2 separate regions of the Mus musculus genome follow, and region 1 is linked to region 2. The links are chromatin contacts, called in public HiChIP or PLAC-seq maps. All regions are on one chromosome and are shown on one strand. The core of a region is the stretch at or near the end of the contact, and the rest is flanking DNA. Distances in the headings are between cores, read along the strand shown.

Region 1 (3,457 bases), core at 362-2,861, 34 kb before region 2:
TGTGAGTCTCCATAGACTCAGTAATAATGTCAGGCCTTGGGACCTCCTCTTGAGCTGGACCCATTTTGGGCCTGGCTTTGGACCTTCTTTTCCTCAGGCATAAATAGGAACAATTTTATGTGTTGATTAAAAAGGATGTTTGGGCCAGGGAGATGGCTCATAGGTAAGAGTTTGCAGATAAGTCTGACCCTGACTTTGTATTCCCAGAAGCAACCTCAGACTCGGTGGTGTGTGTCGAAAATCCAAGCGCTCCTAGGTTAAGACAGGAGGCAAAGATAGGACCAGCCAGCGGCAGCTGCTGGGCCATGCCACACACAGTACCAGACACGGAAACAAAGTCTGAATCATTCTTTGAATTCCACTTGTGTGTTGTGACACACATGCCCTCACACACGTACATAAAAACCTACAAATATTTTTAGAAAAAGACATTTTACAAGGGTCAGCAAGATGACTTGGTGTGAGTGCAGGTGCCTGCGGCCAAGCCTGGAAACCTGTGTTTGACCCTGAGGAGCCACTTGATTGAGGGAACTGACTCCCACAGGTGCCCCCTGACCTCCAAAGCGTGGCCTGTTATACGTGCACCCATCCACACGGTGAATACATAAATAAACAAATACAGACAATTAAAAAATGAAAAGATGCTTTGCTAATGAGTAACCAAAGAAAAGCAAATTAAAACAATAAGTTGACCTTTTCCCCAGAAGATTGATGAAGACTAAGTATAGATGATTCCTTTGTACTCTGGTTAGAATTATAAGTTGGTTTAAAACAACTTTCTAGAGGCAATATATATTTCTTGTTTAAAAAAAATAAACTCTGAGTCAGGCAGTGATTGTGCAAGACCGTTGATCCCACCACTCAGGAGGCAGAGGTAGGTGGATCTCTGAGCTTGAGGCTAGCCTGGTCTACAGAACAAGTTCCAGGACAGCCAGGGCTACACAGAGAACTCCTGTTCTGAAAAATCCAAAAACAAACAAAACAAAAATCAAAAATAAAAGCCTGTATACTACATATTCTAGCCTTTTTATTCCTAATAATTTCTAAAGGCATATTTAGACAAAGGACAAGTAAGGGTAGGGATGCAGGGTGGGATAGTGTCTGTTATAAGCGGTCCAGTGCACATGACTATAGCATTAGGAGGCATCTTTAAAAAACAGACAGGGCTCAGATCCCCACTAGCTGTAAACTGTGCTGGTATTTCCCATCAAGGCTTTGCTGTGTGTTAAGTCCTAGGGGCCAGAGAGGTCAAATATCTCAAGTACTATAGAGGTGAGTGCCTGGGAGGTGTGCTTAATGAAAGGGCTCAGGGAGAGACTGTTCCAAACTGTGCTGTGGCCAATGGCGTTTTGTTTTGTTTTGTTTTAAATAAAGGGCATTTTCACCCCCCTTAGGAACGGTAAACTTAGTACAAAGCTTTGGATTGTTTTGTAGGGGGAAATCTTGAGTTGATTCAAAGGACATCAAGAGTAGACTCTCAATTGAAACCAGATGCTCCTGTTGTGATTGTCTTTTAATGGTCATCAGCAGTCAAACCTTAAAGCCCATATCTTCGGCTCAGTGAGTCATGCCCTGGTGGCTGGACAAACTGCCTGGCTGCTCCCTTCACGAGGGGCAGACAGCTCCCCCAGAACATGTGGTTCTGGAGGGCTCTCTACGTGCCAGGCCCCATGTCTAAGTGCAAACTCACCCAACGTCACGTATCACGAAGACGCTTGCAGAGTAAGTTTGCTTCCATTATATAAACGGAACATTGAGGATCTGAGAACTTAAATGACTCACAGTTATCCTGGAGAGATAGAGAGCCACTCATGTCAGACACTGCCGCCTGGCTCTTTGTTCCCACGCTGCCCGTCTCTTCTTCCTATATGGAACAGCAAAGCTGATAGTTGCCTGAATAATCCCATTGAGACTACAATGGGTTTCTAAAAAGTAGGATGCTTCCTCACTAATTGGGATCTAGCTGATGCCCTCGGCCTCTCCCCATCCAAGTGTTCTTCTTTTAGCTTCGCCTGACATGCCCCTGCATCAACTAGAGAGGCCAAACCTGGCCCGTTGGGACCTCCGGAATTTGGCTCTAAGGCCTTGTGCCTGGGTAGTACGTGACTTAGGGAGTCTGCACAACATCCCTGAGTAGAGTCGGGGCAGAGGCAGGGCAGCTCAACAAATTCCATCTCTCAGTTAAAGATTTCCTCATATGGGTCAATTCTTTATTTTTTAATTAATCATTTTATTCATTTACATTTCAAATGATATTCCCCTCTTCCCAGTTACCCCTCCACAAAGCCCTCATCCCATCCCCCTCCCCCCTCCCCTTTGCCTCTTTGAGGGTGCGCCACCCACTCACCCACACCCACCTCACCATGCTAGCATCCCCCCCCCCCCCATGCTGGGGCATCAAGACTCCACAGGACAAAGGGTCTCCCCTTCCACTGATGTCAGATAAGGCCATCCTCTGCTACCTATGTATCTGGAGCCATGGGTCCCTCCATGTATACTCTTTGGTTGGTGGTTTGGTCCCTGGGAGGGCTGGGTGGTCCAGTTAGTTGATACCGTTCTTCCTGCGGGGTTGCAATCCCCCTCAGCTCCTTCAACCCTTCCCCTAGCTCTTCCGTTGGGGTCCCCGGCTCAGCCCAATGGTTGGCTGTAAGTGGGTCAGTTCTAAGGTGGTCTCATTTCTACACAGCAGAATGCTGTGTGGAAACGCACATCTTTCCAAGCTTTCTGGGCTGAGGCAGATGAGACGTTTGGAGCTTTCATTCTGTGCTCTGTGCTTCCTGATAATGCCCTCAATCGCCCCATTATCTTCTTTGGGGAGAAATGGAGCCCATGAAAGACTGGGACCCGATGAACAAGAGCCTGGGGGTGAGCAGTCAGTGCTCTTAACCACGGACCCATCTCTCTAGCTTGGAATAGGCTTTTGGTTGTGTTGTTTTGTTTTCCCAAGACAGGTTTTTTCTGTGTAGGCCTGGCTGTAGACCAGGATGGCCTTGAACTCAGAGATCCACCTGCCTCTGCCTCCTGAGGAGTGTTGGGATTAAAGGCTTGTGCCACAGCGCCCAGCTGGGCAGAGGGATTTATGCGGTACAGAGGCACGGCTAGCACTTGCCGTGGGTGAGGCATAAGCAAATTGTTAAGATTGAGCTGCCTCCTAGAAAAGTCTTCTGTTGGTTGGATGTATGGGCAGAGAGAATCTGCTCAAATAATATCATGGAGCTGGGGCATGAAAATCACACACATGCTGTGCTTACAGCCCAAGTAGCCTGACTCTACAGTAATTATCACTTGTTTGTATTATCCAAAGACTTTTCTTTCGTCGAATATGTGTACGACTTGTATCAAAACTGTCACAGACTAAAATGCTTGGTACTATGAACACAACATTTAGACTACTATAGTGTATACAATTCTTTTCATTAGCATTTTTAAGACAGGGCCTTACTCTGGAGCCTTTCCT
Region 2 (4,020 bases), core at 1,346-3,845:
ATGTATCATTTAGTTGTTGAACTATTCAGCATTTCTTTTTCACTTCTTACCTAATTAAAGCAGGATATTGAATTTTAAAATAAATTTGTGTAAGTAGATAATGTTATGCTTGAATTTCCATTCAGGAAAGTGAAGGCAATGCTAAAGCACTATTAATTATTTCTATGAGAGGAAATGTCTGGTAGGGTTACAGCCTGCTGTGGCGGCTCACACTTGGGATGTAGAAATAGGAGGAGAGAGAGTTCAAGGCCAGATTGCCAGCATTATAGCAAGAGACTAACTCAGAAAAAGAGGGGGTAGGGGGGTAGGGGGACTGACTCTGACTCAAGAACTCATGCATATGCATGTCCACGGTGACCTAAAGCAGATCTTGAGTGAATCTGTCAACGTACATAATTTTTTATCTCTCTTTATAAATATGCTTATATCTAGCCAGGGAATTCCCTGTCCATTTGCTTACAAATCTATGTAAGATACTAGTAAGTTGATGAAAGGCAGCATGAAGAGGTGCTTCACACAAGCAGCAAGCCACCGAGAAGGGTCTTAGGAGCAGCAACTTTGGAGTATGTGTGTCTGCTTCTCACTGGTGGCCGCAGAGACCCTGGATGGTGCTTCCTTGGGCCCCCTTTACTGCAGGAGTAGAATCACAGTGTCTAGGATAGGTAGGAGTAGCTTTGGGATTTAGCTGCTTCACCAGCCAGAGTGGGTTGAGGATAAAGGCCAGGATGCTACCTGACTGCTGGAGCTCCCTTCTCCTATGAGATCTTCGTTGAGGCACTGACAATGGGGAAGAAGAAACCTACAGCTGGTTTGTGAGTGAACTATAGAGGCAGGTGTGGGGCAGGCATTTGATCTTAACCAGGCCCTTTGTAGTTCTGATTTGTTGTTCAACAGTCCCGAAGGTCCTGCTAGGGGTACCAGTGGCTTCTTGGGTGTGGGCTATCTCTCACTTCCCTGCTTAACTTTCTTCTCTAGGTCTCAGCTTTCCCCTCTTTCAGGAAGCCTGCCCTTAGCCACTGGTCTAGTCTGGTCTTTTTTTTTTGTTGTTGTTTGTTTTGTTTTGTTTTGTTTTTTTGAGACAGGGTTTCTCTGTGTAGCCCTGGCTGTCCTGGAACTCACTTTGTAGACCAGGCTGGCCTCGAGCTCAGAAATCTGCCTGCCTCTGTCTCCCGAGTGCTGGGATTAAAGGCATGCGCCACCACGCCCAGCTTAGTCTGGTCTTTTGCTTCCTAAATACTTCTCCTTATGATCCTTTATTTCGGTTTGGAATTATATTAATCTGCAATGCCTATCTGGTTTATATGAGTGCCCTTTGAGAGTAGGCACCTGTCTTACTTACGGGCTCTAGTGTGACAAAAAAAGGAAAAGTGACCAAAAACAACTTGAGGAAGAAAGAATTTGTTTGTACTTCCGCTTCCACATCACAGTTCATCACTGAAGGAAGACAGGGCAGTAACGCAAGGCAGGAACCTGGAAGCAGGAACTGAAGCACATGCCAGGAAGAAGTGCTGCTTACTGGCTTGGTGCTCATGGCTTGCTCAGTCTGCTTTATTATACACCCAAGATTACCCCTACCCAGGGTGACACAACTCACAGAGAGCTGACCCCGACCACATTAATCATCAGTTTTTCTTAATTAATTTTCTTAATGCCCCTACCAGCTTGCTCACGGGTCAATCTGGTGGGAGCCTTTTTAAAAAACAAACAAACAAACAAACAAACAAACAAACAAACCTGAGGCTCCCTCTTCTCAAATGACTGTAGCCCGTGTCAAGTAGAGGTAAAAACTAGCCAGCAGAATATCTTACCTGCTTATGCTCCATTTCTCTCCATGCCCAGTCACTGCCGGAATTTATAAGTGCTTTTCCAGATCGCAGAAATACCAACACTTACTACGGATTGCTACCTCTGTATTAGAAGCCTAATCTGTCGGACAGCTGTCTTCTGTGTGTGTAGGGTGGAAAGTGGGCAGCATGCAACTTACTCTTGTAGGAATAAATCAGCTAGGACTTATTTAATGCAGTAATTTAGTAGGACTCTTTTTTTCCTACTCAGTTTCACCTTCAGTCCCAAGCCTAGGCTACCAAGTTAGGGTAGTGTGTGGTTTAACTAGGAGGTGACCGGAGGGTCACAGCTCCCGTTCCCACCGCTATATGTTTAGAGAAACCCTGGACTCAACAACGCATCCATGGCCTCCTTATATTAAACAAAGAGACTGTCAGCCCAGCGCCTAGGTGGCAGAAATTCGGAGCGCCGGAGCAATCTGATTAGGGAAGAGGTTTAGGGAAAGGGGGTGTGACACAGTCTGCAGGGTGAAAGTTGGTGGCCTGTGAGTAGCAAGCTTTCTGGACCCCTGGGGTGTGTCGGCGAGGGATTGCCCATCGGTGGCGTGCGCGTGGGTGGGATTGCTGGGGAGGGTCAGCGTCAGGCCCCCTCCCCTTTCGGCTGGCTCCTGGCGGAGCGGGGTGCAGGTGTGGGAGGGCGCCGGGGCCGAGGGCTGCGAGGAGCCGCCGCGGGCGGCAGGAGGCAGCGTCGGCCCGGGCGGCGCGAGGCAGCGCGCGGTGATGTCAGTGGCGGCCCGGCTGGCAGCGGCCGGCACTTCCTGTATAAAGGCGGGCGGGCCGGGCTGCGACTCCCGCGAGCCGGGGCTGGGCTCTGAGAGGCAGGCGGCGGCGGCCGAGCAGTGGCGGGGCTGTCACCTTCGCGAGCCCAGCTCCTGGAGCTTTCCCGGGCCGTCCCTTCCGCGTCCCCGGGCTCCCGGCGTTGACATCTGCGGAGCGGAGAGCTGTATGTGCGCGCGCGCGGGAAAGGAAGAATGGCAGTGCTCAAACTCTGCGAGCAGGTAGGGGCGGCGGGGAGCGGAGAAGGGGGCGCGGCGGGCGCCGAGCGAGCGGAGCGCGCCCCGGGCTGTTTACGCGCAGCCTTTGAGCGTGCACGGCCTGCCGCGGGGCTCGGCTCCCGCGCAGTCTCCGCCCTGGGCCGTCGCAAGTGCGCGTTCGCGGCCGGAGAGGGTCGGCGAGATGCGGGAGTGGCCGCCGGACGCGGGGAACGCGGGTCGCAGCCGCACCGGGAGAGGGGAGCCTCGGACTGCGTCGTGCACTCAGGAGCAGTCAGCCTGGGGGTGCTCGGGGGAAGGCTGCCCGTGGGCTCAGGAGGAGGAAGGTGGACGGCGGGAGAGAGGATCTCAGCCTCGCAGCCCCGCTTCCCCAGACCTCTCCCGCGTCAGGCAAGAGACTGGCCGGGATCCCCGCTCCCGTGCAATAGGCTATCTTCATCGGTTGGATAGGACACCCCGACTTCCTCTTTAGTTGCCCAGGGGCTGGGTGTGGGATGTGGGATTGAGGGTGCAGAGAGACGCGAGCTCTCGGCCCAGGTCTCCGAATAGGAGATGGAGTCAGGTCCCAGGCTGAGCTCGCAGGCGCTGGTGCCCCTCAGCTTTGTTGCTTTTTTGACGGAGACATCACACCCGGCAGCCCCAGAGTTCAGCTTGAAGCCATGAAATTATTTATTGAATCCGATTGACAGTCTTTGCTACAGGTCTGGACATTGACACACACGGGAAGTCCAACTAAATTGCCTGAAACACAAAACAAAACAAAACAAAACCTCACAATTCTTTACATGAAAAGGGGGGAAACGTCCCGGTTTATGCATCTACACTGAAATGAACATTGTTTTGGGGGCCTGGTAAGCGAAGAGGCGATCTTGACTTTGATACATGGTGTCAAACAGGCCAGTCCCCTCTATTAAGCACCTCCAACTTCTTAATAGGTTGCATCTGGCGTCTTGCTAGTTAGAATTCAGCCAGAATATTCTGCAACTTAAATGCAACCTTTGCGGTAGTGAGCCACAATGGTTTGTTTTGCCCCTTTAGATTAAATTTACTTCAGCTTGCTTTCCTTAAGTATTTACAGCCCCGCTTTCTTCCCCTCCCCGCCTTGGTTCAGAAGTCACTGAGTTAAAAACTCTGTTAAATTTAGCAGGGAGAGCAGCTGTTAATTGTGTGAACCTGTCCCTCCT

The links. HiChIP or PLAC-seq counts read pairs in DNA pulled down with a chosen protein or histone mark.
Region 1: an H3K27ac HiChIP or PLAC-seq map of large pre-B cells shows a contact between it and region 2, with 2.8 times the contacts expected there. The contact joins the enhancer-like site here to the promoter of Ankrd44 in region 2. A contact is called at or near these places in 10 of 39 promoter capture datasets (the 3T3-L1 cell line, cranial neural crest, embryonic stem cells and 6 more), 43 of 484 Hi-C or Micro-C datasets (the AML12 cell line, B cells, the BV-2 cell line and 31 more), 8 of 115 datasets of contacts at active chromatin or transcription factors (CD8 T cells, the NIH/3T3 cell line, the SCID.adh cell line and 4 more) and 2 of 9 other capture datasets (adipose tissue and pancreatic islet).

The regions. Positions count from the first base shown.
Region 1 is chr1:54,958,890-54,962,346 of GRCm38.p6, reverse strand. No RefSeq gene overlaps it. Among named protein-coding and RNA genes, the nearest start is that of Ankrd44, 34 kb to the right of the region's middle. Within about 2 kb of position 1,611, at least 21 of the 459 cell types and tissues checked have an H3K27ac peak or open chromatin away from gene starts, as enhancers often do. A contact at or near this core is called in the NIH/3T3 cell line, where this site is marked.
Region 2 is chr1:54,924,962-54,928,981 of GRCm38.p6, reverse strand. It overlaps Ankrd44 (ankyrin repeat domain 44), which reads left to right and starts at 2,595. Exons shown (of 28, transcript NM_001081433.3): 1 at 2,595-2,842. The coding sequence starts at 2,816.